Linked DNA regions of Sus scrofa: region 1 is linked to region 2. Evidence: chromatin contacts called from public HiChIP or PLAC-seq data. All regions are on one chromosome and are shown on one strand. Each heading gives the region's core, a stretch centred on a gene start, on an enhancer-like site or on the middle of the called end of the contact. The rest is flanking DNA. Distances are from core to core; before and after follow the strand shown. Region 1 has its middle 130 kb from the start of RAP2B. Region 2 overlaps LOC106505712 (a long non-coding RNA gene).

Region 1 (6,858 bases), core at 3,295-5,794, 750 kb after region 2:
TCCTCTAAGAGTTTGATAGTGTCTGGTCTTATATCTAGGTCTTTAATCCATTAGGAGTTTATTTTTGTGGATGGTGTTAGGGAGTGTTCTAATTTCATTCTTTTCCATGTGGCTGTCCAGTTTTCCCAGCACCACTTATTGAAGAGGCTGTAATTTATCCATTGCATATTCTTGCCTCCTTTGTCATAGAGATTAGTTGACTGTAGGTGTGTGGGTTTAATTCTGGGCTTTCTATCCTATTCCACTGATCTATATTTCTGTCTTTGTGCCAGTACCATATGGTTTTGATGACTGTAGCTTTGTAGTATAGTCTGAGGTCTGGGAGCCTGATTCCTCCAGCTCCATTTTTCTTTTTCAGGATGTCTTTGGCTATTCTGGGTCTTTTGTGCTTCCAAACAAACTTTAAAATATTTTGTTTGAGTTCTGTGAAAAATGTCCTTGGTAATTAGAGAGGGATTGCTTTGAATCTGTAGATTGCCTTAGGTAGTATAATCATTTTGATAATATTAACTTTTCCAATCCAAGAGCATGGTATGTCTTTCCATTTGTGTCATCTTTGATTTCTTTCATCAGTGTCTTATAGTTTTCAGGAGTGGATCAAGAAGATGTGGTACATATACACAATGGAATATTACTCAGCCATTAAAATGAATGAAATACCAGCATTTTTAGCAACATGGATGGATCTAGAAATCATCATGCTAAGTCAAGTCAGCCATACAATGAGACACGAACATGAAATGCTTTCACTGACATATGGAATCTGAAAAAAAGGAAAGACTGAACTTCTTTGCAGAACAGATGCTGACTCATAGACATTGAAACACTTATGGTCTCCGGAGGAGACAGTTTGAGGTGTGGGGGGGATGTGCTTGGGTTATGGGATTGAAATCCTATGAAAGTGTATTGTTATGATCATTATACAACTACAGATGTGATAAATTCATTTGAGTAATAAAAAAAAGAAGAAAAAAAAGTGCCTTTTGCAAATATTTTTTCCCAATTTTGTAGCTTGTCTCTCTATTCTCTTATTTCCCATAGAACAAAAATTTATAATTTTAATGAAGTGCAGTACATCAATACTTTATTTCTTTTTCTTTTTGTCTTTTTTAGGGCCGCACCTATGGCATATGGAGGTTCCCATGCTAAGGGCTGAATATGAGCTACAACTGCTGACCTACACCACAGCCATAGCAATGCAGGATCCAAGAGGTGTTTGCAACCTACACTACAGCTCATGGCAATGCTGGATCCCTGACCCTCTAAGCAAGGTCTGTGATCGAACCCACATCCTCATGGATACTAGTCAAATTCATTTCCACTGTGCCACAACAGGAATGCCCCATCAGTACTTTTTTTCATAGATCCTTTCTTTGGTGTTATATCTAACTCATCATCATACTCAAAGTCATCTAGGTTTTCCCCTATGTTATGTTCTAGAAGTTTTATAGTTTCATATTTTATGTTTAAATCCATAATCCACTTTGAGTTAATTTTGTGTGAAGGTTATAAGGTCTGTGTTTAGATTTTTGTTTGTTTGTTTGTTTGTTTTGGTGTATGCATGTCCACTTCTAGCACCATTTATTGAAAAGACTGTTTTTATTGCCTACTTCTTTGTCAAAGATCAGTTGACTATATCTATGTGGGTTTATTTCTGGGTTCTCTCTTATGTTCCATTGATTGATTTGTCTATTCTTTCACCAATGCAACATTGTCCTGATAATGGAAGGTTTTTTAATTTTTGTTTTAATTTTTCAAAGTTTTTTTTTCTAAGAATTAAGTCATTTAATACTGTTAATTTTACAGCACAAAATAAAACAAGCTATGATCCCCAAAAATAATTTTAAAAGCTTGCACAGAAATTATTATTGCCTGAAGTTTATGATCTTTAAGTTACAGGTCAAGAGAGTTTTGTGTTGTTGTCATTTTAAAACATACAGTGAAGACTGTGGAGAAGCAAGTCCACTGTTCCTCCTGCAGAGATCACTGCCCTGTCTCAGAGAACTGTCCTTTCACTCAGTTAGAAGGCATGCCCAGGTCAGGGACCTGACAGCAGTTAAAGGGACGCAGGCCTCTGGTCCCAGAGACTGGAAGCTGAGGGACAGCTCAGTGGTGTCTTAGGTGAGGTGGATTCACTCATTTTTAAGAGGTTAATGAACATAATATCATTGAAGGATTACATTATAAACACCTGGCATAAAAACACATCATCCCTTTACAAAAATAAAATGTTCATGTTCCTCTGTGCAAACACTACAAGAGCCATGGCAGCGGCCCCAGCCTGCCTGGCCTGCACACAGCTGGGGAAGAAGTCAACACAGTGCCAGCCACCTGGACTCCAGGACAGAGCACTGGAAGTGTCCTGTCTGGGTGACAAGTTGTCAAGTGACAGAATTTTTGGAAGTTTTTAAAAAATTCATAAAATAATCAAGAATACTGAATTGGTTCAAAATTTAGAAGAGCATTATAAATATTATATCTAAGGATATAACTAAATGCTTACCATGATTATGTGTTTCATTTGATCTAGCAAATATTTACTAAGCACCTTCTCTATATTATTCTTTATTATATTAGATGTTAGAGATACAGTGAGTAATACAACAGATATGATTCTTGCCTGTGTGAAGTTTCCAGTTAAATGAAATACGGTTCATTTACATGTATTATATTTATACCCACTTTTTTCTAATAAGTCTATAAAATTTTATGGAATTGAATTATCCCCCAAATAAGCATAATGATCAAAAGAAATAGGGGGGTTATGTACTCAGGATGAGATATTGTGCCAGTCATAAGAAAAATAGCATTAATTCTATTCCAACAACTCTTTTACACCTCTGTTAAAGAGGAAGCTTTAGAAATATGGCACATAAATCTCAAGAGTTCCCCAAAGTTAGTCACAAAAGTTTCCCAATAGAAATTGATTGCTAAGACTGTTCTCAAAGTCCTCAAATCCAAACACAAGGAATGGCTAGACAGTAGACGCATGTCGCTGCCTGATTTGTAAGACTGAAAATTATATATATATAGATAAGATATATCTATTATACATCATATATACAGAACAAAATTACATGGTATCTAAATGTGAAGAGACTAGTGAAGAAAAAACATGAATAGAGAATGAAAAATAAGTACTTTAAGGAAATGATTGCATTTTCTTCAATAGTTTTTATACTGCATAGTATACCAGTTCTGTTTCCAACGGATTCTCACTTTCTCAATTATATAATTACAATGGCCAATTCCTTTATACACAGTCTTGATTACTTCTTGGGAAATCATATTTTTGTTTTATAGTCACAGTGGCTCAGGTTTCAAAGAGAAGCCTTTTAGGTTAGTTGTTCTAAATTCACACCGTACGCAACTGACATTAAAAATGGGTTAAGATACATTCTTCTTTGTTCCAGGCACTGGAATAGAGGCTGCGAACATAGACCTAAAAAGAATATGGTCCCTACCTTTGAAAGAATCATGGCCAAATGAGGAGGAAGGCATGCCTAGATCCACATAACAAAAGCAATAAAACGTCAAAAAATGCATATAATGCAGCATCAGGGAGACGGGATGATGTGCTTATTCTCTGAGAAAACATGCAAGTCTTGGCATTTAAGCTGAGGGATGAAGAATAAAGAAGAGTCTGTCAAATGGATAAGGAGGTGGAGGAACAACTAGAGAAAGGTCATCACATGGTAGCTTAGTTTAGCAAAAGAGACAGACACGGAGAAAGCTATTTGGAAAATCTGTGTTTGAGTTGGAGGTGAAGCAGCCTGTCAACTGGTAGGCTTTTCTATAAGATGACTGGCCAGCAAGCCACCTACTTTATTTTCAGACCTCTGACTGTCATTATTGGTAAGCTCTTCACCTGAGCACATGTAACTGCCCTCAGGGAGGAATATTCCAATCTCATGCATAGTAGAGGTAAGGCTGGTATATGGTTGGATGTCAAATTATATGATCCAAGCAGGAGAAGGGAGTCCTCATTATTTGGACTTATTATTACCCACTTTATGCATGGTAGCTATCCCTATGTTTTCCCCCTTTTCCCAAGTCTTTTCAGGTTTATAGTGGATATGGCTTACTTCTCCTTGATTTTTCTGCTTTACTCTATCACAAACTTAGGTTTCACTTTCCATGGACTTCTGTATCAGTTAACTATGTTTGTATTGCATTTTTAGATTCAAAAGGTATGGGTCTTTCTCATCTACTGCCATATATACTCAGATTTATGCATTTTTAAATCCTTGTGATTTTTGAGTCTTAAGAAATAAATGAAAATGAACATTTATCTCAAGTCTGCCATTTGTATTTGGAAGGTCTGGTTCCATTTCTAAATGCTAAGAAACTGCTTTGCTCAGAATCAAAAGTTGCCTCACCAGACTTTAGCGTAAATATTTGTTTGTTATGAAACTGCATTTTTTAAACTTTTGTTTTTTAAATTTGCATTTTTTAAACTTATATTTGCCAGTCCCTAGGCTTTAGAAATAGTTCCCACTGTCACAGATCACTGTCATCGCTTCGGCGCTCTGACTCAGCCACAGATTCCCTCAGTTCCTAGAATTTAATTTATTTAGGCAAAAGGACATGCGCTTGTGAGGTGACAGCATGACATTTTCCCTTTGCCTCTCCCCTTCAATTTTCAACTAGCAAAATATCTGTAATTCAACCAAGGCTTCTCTGCCCAACACATCTGGATCCCAGAGAGATTCACACATCTACACAGCTGAAGGTGGGTAGCCTGGAGAACACAGAGGAGGTGGGGGAATGGTAAAAGCGGTACCCATGATCCAGGCCCTGTGGTAGCTGAAGCCTGCAGCTCCAGAGAACCTGTAGCAGCAGAGAGGAGGGTCCACACAACTCCAGCTTCCCAGCTATAGTGGCAACAGTGGCCACAGGGAACTGGGTAGCAGCACAGCAGCAGAATGTATGATTCCTGTCCCTCCAGCCACAGTAGCATCCTTGACTCTGCCCCTTCCCAATCCACAGCAGGCATATCTAAAACCAACAACCCCAGATGCAACAGAGGCACACCACCCTGGTGCCCCTGGTGGCAATGCAGCAAGTGACCAGCAAGCTACCAGCAGCAAGCCACCAGCAACCTGAGAGACACAAGCAGCAACAATGAAGGTATCAGCGACACCCATGGCAGAGGCGGTAGAGGGTGGAAAGTGCAGATCCTCAAATATAGCCAAAGGCAGTGCAGGTAAAAGAAACCAAAAACTTGTGCTATAGCGCCACCTACTGAAAAATAAAAGAAAGACAGCTAGTTACCAAATTGAATTGCTAGAATCAAAGTTTAAACATCTTTACTTAGGGGTTCTCTTGTGGCACATTGGGTCAAAGATCTGGCATTATCACTGCAGCAGCCTGGGTTGCTGCTGTGGTGAGAGTTTGATCCCTGGCCGGGGAACTTCCACATACCATAGGTGCAGCCAACAAAAAAAGAATCTTTACCTAAATAAGAAAGGTGTTAAAAAAATAAAGAAATTTTATGAAAACTTCATTAAGAAAGGCAATATATGGATAATGAGAATCCAAGAGAAGAAGAGAGAGAATGGAACAGAGTTTTTATTTAAAGAAATAATAGCTGAAAGTTTCTCAAATCTAGGGAAGAAACTGGATATACATGTTCACAAAGCTAAGAGTACACCCATTTACCCCAATACAAAAAAAACTTCTCTAAAACGCATTGTGTTAAATTTGTCAATGATAAATAAAGAATTTTAAAGGAAGCCAGGAGGAGAAAACGACAGCTACCTTCAAAGGAACCTCTATTAGTCTATCAGCAGATTTCTCATCAGAAGCTGTAGAGACCAGAAAGACTGGAATGACATACTCAAAATATTGAAAGATAGAAGCTATCAGCCAAGAATACTCTATCCAGCAAAGTTATCATTCAGATAAGAAGGAGAAATAAAGACTTTCCCAGATAAACAAAAGCTGAGGGGGTTTATCACCACTAGCCCTGCCTTACAAGAAATGTTGAAAGGAGCTCTTCTACCTCAAACAAAAGGCAAAAATATACAAAACCTATAGTAAGCTGATAAATAGAAAAAAAATCATAAAATTGCATCTATTTCAGAATAGATTGTTGAACAATTATAACATAAAGGCTAATAGAAACATAGTAGTAAAAATAATATAGCTACTTTAATTTGTTAACAAACACACAACATAAAAAGGGATAATTTGTACCCACCCCACACCAAAAAAAAAAAAGAAGAAGAAAAGGAAAAAACCCATGTAGGCCAAAGAAGAGAGGATACTATCAGCAGGAGGAGGACTGTTTTATCTATGAGATATTTTTTATAAACCTCATGGCAAATACAAAACAAATCTAACCAGAGACACTAAACATAAAAAAAAGTAATTGAGAAAAATATCACAGAAAACAACCAAACTAAAATGGCAGACTGAAGCATAAGGAAAAGGAAACCATAGAGATAAAGAGCAACCAGAAACAAAAGATAAAATAACAATATAAAGTCCTCACTTGTACATCACCCTTAATGTAAATCAAAAGACACAAATTGGCTGGCTGGATTAAAAAAATGAGACCCAAATATATGTTGCCTACAGGAGACCCATCTAGGCTCTAAAGACAAACATAGGGTCGAAGTGAAGGGATGGAATATGATAATTCAAGCTAATGGCAGCCAAAAAAAATGGGTGTAGCCATACTCATATCAGACAAAACAAACTTCAAGCTAAAAAGGTAATAAGAGAAAAATATGGACATGACATTATAATAAAGGTGAATATCCATCAAGAAGACATAGTTATTAACATATAAGCACCTAATATATGAGCACCAAAACAATTATTAATAGGCCTAAAGGGAGACATTGACAACAA
Region 2 (6,655 bases), core at 1,446-3,945:
ATACGGCGCTAATAGAGCTGCCACTCACCCAGGGATGACACCAGGGCACACGACCTTCTGCTCTTGAAACATTTAAGTCTTTGCAAGAATTGTGGCATAGCAAGATCTGAGGATATGAACCCAGTGCTGCTGGTGGCCATGCCCTGTCTCTTGGTAGAATCAACCTGCAGTGCAGACAACACCATCTAACTCCTTTTTAAGGTCTTTGATTTGGAATCCTGTTTAATATACTGTTCATAGTGATTCACTATGAGAAATGACAGAAAATACTAGCAGATTTCAATGAAGCATGGTTTGAAAAATCAAGCATATGAAGTGGATTTTTCTGTTTTTATTACTTTAAGTCATAGTCACCAAAGAGCCACAAAAAATGCCACTTGTATACCAATAAATTGTGCTACTAAATAAGAGAATTACAGGCCTGAAATTACTTCCAGTGATGTTGAATAAAGAAGTTGACAAGGTACTGTAGAATATTCCTTTTAATTTTGATATTCTGAGGATTTTTTTCCTCAAAATTCACTCCAGCCAAGAGTTCTTTTGTTGATTCTCATGGCAGTATTCTTAGCAGATCATTGCTATGTGACTACCAACTGAGTTTTCTGTATAATCAGGGCCTAATAAAGTGGTCAGAATTGTGTCAAGTCCCCTAAAAACCTATGTCTTGTTGATTAATTTTTCACCCATCACATCATGATGATTTTGTTTCCTCCATATTATAATGGATCAAAATATTTTATATTTGCTTTATAATAATTATTAGGCAAAAAGAGAGAGAGAGGAAATTTTCAATCTGTAAATGATGCTCTAAAGGCAAGACCATAGCAGCTTAACTCTGTGACTCTATAATCTTAAATGTCAAAATACTTTCAAAAACATAGTTATTTGAAATTATGGATTATTAGCCTAAGCCTAACTTGGTCTTCACCTAGTATCCTAAGTATCAAATTATAGAGCTTAATTGGCTGAGTCTGCACATTCAATAAAAAATCCTGAATTAAATGGCATCTTCTGAGATAAAATCATAGCCCCACTCTCAGTTGAAGCCATAAGTCTCCAGAAACAGTGGCATGTCCATTAGCATACTTTCAATGAGTAGCAGAGGATGCTACTTAAAGTGGCTTAAAACATGAGACGATTTATTAACTCACAAAAATTTTACAACTGACCCAGTATCTGTCCATCTTTTTTTTTTCCCCCTAATTCCTTATCTTTGCCCTTAGGCTTATCTCATTCAAATAACTGCAGGTTGGCTGCAATAGCTGCAAATATGGTATCCTCACCCAAAAAAAGACTACAAAAGGCCATATATTTTCCTTGTGTCTCTTATTAATAAAAATATCAATTTTCCTAGTTGCTTCCAGCAGGACTTCCCTTGGCTCAAATTGCATCATATGACCATTTCCATTTCTATTACTAGAAAAATGAATAGTTGTCTTAAACTCAGCAATAGTTATCTCTCTATGGTGGAGAGAATGGCCTCTTGATATTTCAAAAAAAATCATGCTTCTGCATGAGCATGAAAGGGTTGAGGAGAGGGACAGCCATGTTTATCACAAGTCCTTTGAAAATAAAATTTTCTAATAGGCCACTTAAAAAAAGAAAAGAATAATTAGGAAGAAAATGTAAATTTAAAATAATCTGAGGAAAATTAAAAGAAAGTAGATATTAATTTTTAAATTGACAAAAAATAAATAATAGCTCATTTTATGTTGTGATCAGAAATTATGTTGAGGGAAACTAGTGGAAAGAACTAAAAATAAAAAAATAAATAAAAAGGAAAAACTTACTTAAAAAAAAAACCTTTCTATAGCTAACTAAATTAGAGGAAAGAGATCTAGATAAATTCTTACAATTTTGTTAACGTTCTTTTATCCTGCCCTATGAAATGGGTCTCCAGTTGGCATCTAGACAATATGCTTAGTTAGATTCACAGATTAAAGTTTTCTACTATAATTAATTTGACTATAAGTAGATTTTTAAAATATGTGTGTATATATACTCTTTTTACGAACTGATACTGATTCTGTAGGACAGAGGCAGAGTCCAATCTAGACTGCTTTTGTTTATTAAAAAAACACATTCTTTTTTTTTTTTTTTTTGATCTTTTGTCTTTTCAGGGCCGTACCCACAGTATATGGAGGCTCCCAGGCTAGGGGTCTAATCAGAGCTGTTGCTGCTGGCCTACACCACAGCACAGCAATGCGGGATCCAAGCCACGTCTGTGACTTATGCCACAGCTCACAGCAACACCAGATCCTTAACCCACTGAGTGAGGCCAGGGATTGAACCCGAAACCTTACGGTTCCCAATCAGATTTGTTTCTGCTGCACCACGGCAGAACTCCAAAGAAAAAACATACTTTACATGATGTCTTTTATATACACCTGTGAAATATTTATCTCTCTGTAAATGAATGTGTTGGCACTCTGCCCCACAGAATTTAACAAATTTGAAATGTAAGTGTAGAAATGAATCCTTCCTAATCCCTTTCATTAAATCATATGTTTCTGTCATCTGACAGGGGCTCTAATGATAGCGGCTCTAATGATATGTCCCATCCTCATTCTAAAGCCTGTATATGGGGGCAGAAGTTAAAAATGAGTGCCTCCTTCCAGACGTTAGAGCACAAGCCATGCACTTCAGAGAGTACCTCACCCCAAGGATGAGGATGTGGTTTACTGTGAGCAGAGACATCAAAGCAGGCCCTGTGCTGTTTGCTGTCTTCTGAAACACTGCCTCCCTCTGCCACTTGAGCTAGATAGTCTTGCCTTCGGGACAGAAAACACTCTGCTTTCCAGAGCTCCCTTTACCATTTCACATGGGCACATTCTTATGTGTCCTTACAACTGCTGGACCTGGTATAAATTTCCTATTGCTTCAGACTATCTTTCCAAGGCTTGATGGTCATCTCTGTGTCAGGACTAAGGAGATATAGATATCTATGGTATAATTTAAAAGATGGATGATCCACGTGCTCTTTCATTATTCATTTAATAAGTATTTATTACCTGCCAGGAACCATGGATAAAGACACCAAGAATATCCCTATACTGAAAAAGTGGTGCCCATACTCAAGGTTTCAGCTAGAGAGAAAGAGAATGGTAAAAATTATAAGTTTAGGGAGATTAAGTGCCAGGAAAGACATACAATGTATAGGTAGGCTACCAAGGAGGAATTCTTCCTGAGGGATTCAGAAAAAAATGCAGAGGGATGATACTTTGCTCATAAGTAATATAGATTCACTATATTACACAATTACAAAACATATGCACTCTCTCAGCAAGTGAATAACTCTATGTCCATAAATAATCACCAAGTAGACCTAATACTTTTTTACCCAGTCCCGCTCAGTTGCATAGGTTTAAATTTCATCTTCTCTCAAAACAATATTTGTAGTTACTAATTTTACAATACGTTCTTAGCTCCTCTGAAATGATAAAATATGGCAATTGTTAATATTTCAACTGTCATTTGTTTAACAGAGAGAAACAAGAACCTAAGCTTGAGCTCAGAACGTGCATGTGATTGCCCCCTGGGATCCTTAAAAGCGTTACATGAAATAAACTTGCAATCTGTACGCTGTGTCAAGAGGCAATGAATTGAAAGGTATGTTGTTTAAGTCCAATTTCCTCTGCAGGATCTTTTTTGACTCAGTGTGGCAGGTAACTGTAAAAAGTCCTCATAAGCTTAGATAGTTTAAGTTGTCAACTGCATGAAAAAGGCCATAATCCATGGATCATTGACCAGACAGATAGTGAGAGGTGGTCTGTCATATCAGAGCTTAGTAATAATGTTGATTGTAGCATGGTGAACTGGAGGGTGAGCTAAAAATCCTTCTGTATTCTCAAAGGGGCTTCTCAACTGGAAAGAGCAATTCAGTCAATGACTCAATATTTATTCCAGGTTCTCACAAATACTTTCTAGCACTGTACGTGTCTGGACAAAGAACTAAACTAGTTCTTTCAGGCCCCCCAAATCACATGGCTTCAGCTCTGGAATGTCTAGTCGCATTCACTGCCAGTCACAAATAATGTGAAAAATGAAGGTCCTTGCTGCTTCTGCTTTTTCTGCAAACTTCCGTAAACTCATCAGCAGGAGCCTAAATGGCATGTGTTTTTCCACATCAGCGTCTTTCATTCGTGCTTGTGATAGGTGGGAGGGACAAACAATTCACATAATGCAAAGAGATGAATGATCTCACAAACTATGCCTGGAACTTTGACTTACTTATCTCCTAGAATAGGTTATTTTTTTAATTACTCAATGAATTTTATTACATTTATAGTTGTACAATGACCATCACAACCCATTTTATAGCATTTCCCTCCCAAACCTCAGTGCATCCCCCGACCCCCCAACCTGTCTCATTTGGAAACCATAAGTTTTTCAAAGTCTGTGAGTCAGTATCTGTTCTGCAAAGAAGTTCATTGTGTCCTTTTTTTAGATAGGTTCTAATAGTAATAACCATGAAAGAATATGTTGCAACTAATAGGGTCCTAGGAGGATTTAAATTGTGACCAAGTCAATATGGAGTTCAAGTTAGTATTTAAGGATTAGTACATTGGAGGATTAAGAACTTCTCTTAAAGGAGAATATTACCCATTTCCTAGCCACCCATCACATAACCAAGAGTCATATGATGTTCCTGGAATAAGGTTGACTCCAAAAGAAAAAAATACCCTGCAAAACTTCTCTAATTAGATCACTTTAATCCTTAAACCACTCATTCACCCAGAACATTTGTACTCATTCAAGATTGGCCAAATAATTTGGAGGGAGTGGGGCTAGGTAGAAAATGAAAATGTGAGGTCCCTTTTTCAAAAAGTATTGATAAATGGAGGGTGGTGATGCCAGAGAATTAAAACAACGGTTGGTCCTTCTCAGTTCCACACTCAGGAAGTTGGTCTTGTATTCACTACCCATGGGGCATTATGAACAATGTGGAGGACAAAAATAAAAATAAGAAATAATTCTTGCCTTCAAGGAGCTTAACAATCTAGTAGGGGAGATAAGACTTGTCCAAAATCCACACGCCAAGGATGAATAATTACATTAAAAATGTTCACTGCTCAGGTTAGAGGAAGGAATGGAAGAGCACATCTGCTTTTGCTCCAGGAAAAGAGTGTCCATTCCATGTAGGTGAAATTCCCTCTCATGTTAATCAATGGTCACGCTTGTCTTCTTCAGAAAGTTCTTCAATGCATATGAAAATGCGATTTCTCTTGACTGCATTGATTTCCACTTAATCTTTGCTTAGGAAATCCTGCCTATACTTTGGATCTCACAGTTTTTGTAGCTGAGAGATAGATCGCCAGATTTAAATTGGATCTCCCTGTTTTGCTCTCACAGCTCTACAGATCTTTCCTTCTAAGAGTTTTTCATAAATTTTTAGTTTTCTATTTAATTTGGTGATTATGTTTTTGTTTGGCCACACCCACAGCATATGGCAGTTCCTGGGCCAGGGATCGAACCCTCACCAGAGCAGTGACCCAGGCCACTGCAGTGACAACACCAGAACCTGCTGTGCTACAAGAGAACTCCAGTGATTTGGGTTTTATTTAATGTAAGCTCTATAAGTTCAGGGACCATTCTTCAGTTGTTTGCTGCCTTCTCTCCATTTCCTAGCTTAGGGCCAGGGACATGGCCCTAAGCTAGGAAATCACATGACTTAGCAGATAATTGTTAAGTAAATACCTATTAAATATAAATTCTGGCAGAAGTGAATATAGGGGATAAGAGGCTGAGAGGGAGACAATGTAAATAAAAAGGTTGAACAAAACTGCAAGTTACAATTGGAAATAATGAAGTGGGATTTGATTTATGGTAGGATATAGAAGGAATCAAAGTGCTTGAAGAGATGGTTGGGGTCACACTTTAAATATATTTGAGACCCTAACTGAGGAGTTTGTACGTAAGAGTAGATAATGAGGAATGGCTAAAAATTGTTGGAGTTTTTTGTAACCCACTCACTCTGTTTTAAAGCAGAATATAAAAAAATACAAAATAGAGTAGAATTTTAAACAAAAGTGTCCCTAAGGAAGTGAAGGGTTTTTTGGAACAGGTGATGATCTAAAGAGCAGATTTAAAGAAAGTTAAGGCATGAATTTTAATAGAGGAAAAGGACGTGGGGAGAATACACAGAAACAAATATGAAGGCAAGAAAAAAACACTTAACATTTTGTTGATAGAGTGATAGAATTTAGTCATTTAACCTATCCATCTTGGGAAACACTTTTTAAAACAACCAATCTTTTTTTAAAAATCCCTTGTTGAGTTAATAGAGAAACTATTAACTATAGTACATTTGCCTGAAATAAGGAAGTTAAGTTGAGAAACATGCATAAGTTTAGTCTACATTAACCACATACAAAGTTTCATTTTCAGTCATTTTAACTTACAGAACTGCAGAGAGACCGAATCTTCAATGCTGTTTCTTTTTTCAGAGTGATTCTTAAATGGATTGAGAAAAAAATTACCATCTACTAAAATTCATATTACTCAGAAGCATCTGAAGATGTTCTGAAATTTGAGTTAAAGTGAAAAAAAATATATACCAACTTCTACCCAAATTCAGAACATAACAAAAAATTACGAAAATAAAATGTGTCCATCCTTGAGAGAGAATTTTTATGTAAATTAGATTATGAAAGAG

What was found. HiChIP or PLAC-seq counts read pairs in DNA pulled down with a chosen protein or histone mark.
Region 1: an H3K27ac HiChIP or PLAC-seq map of alveolar macrophages shows a contact between it and region 2. The contact joins two enhancer-like sites. A contact is called at or near these places in 1 of 47 Hi-C or Micro-C datasets (epiblast stem cells) and 1 of 2 datasets of contacts at active chromatin or transcription factors (alveolar macrophages).

The regions. Positions count from the first base shown.
Region 1 is chr13:93,173,842-93,180,699 of Sscrofa11.1, forward strand. No RefSeq gene overlaps it. Among named protein-coding and RNA genes, the nearest start is that of RAP2B, 130 kb to the right of the region's middle. Within about 2 kb of position 4,545, at least 10 of the 83 cell types and tissues checked have an H3K27ac peak or open chromatin away from gene starts, as enhancers often do. A contact at or near this core is called in alveolar macrophages, where this site is marked.
Region 2 is chr13:92,430,151-92,436,805 of Sscrofa11.1, forward strand. LOC106505712 (a long non-coding RNA gene) reads right to left here. Exons shown (of 5, transcript XR_001300369.2): 1 at 6,402-6,655. Among named protein-coding and RNA genes, the nearest start is that of MBNL1, 58 kb to the right of the region's middle. Within about 2 kb of position 2,696, at least 13 of the 83 cell types and tissues checked have an H3K27ac peak or open chromatin away from gene starts, as enhancers often do. A contact at or near this core is called in alveolar macrophages, where this site is marked.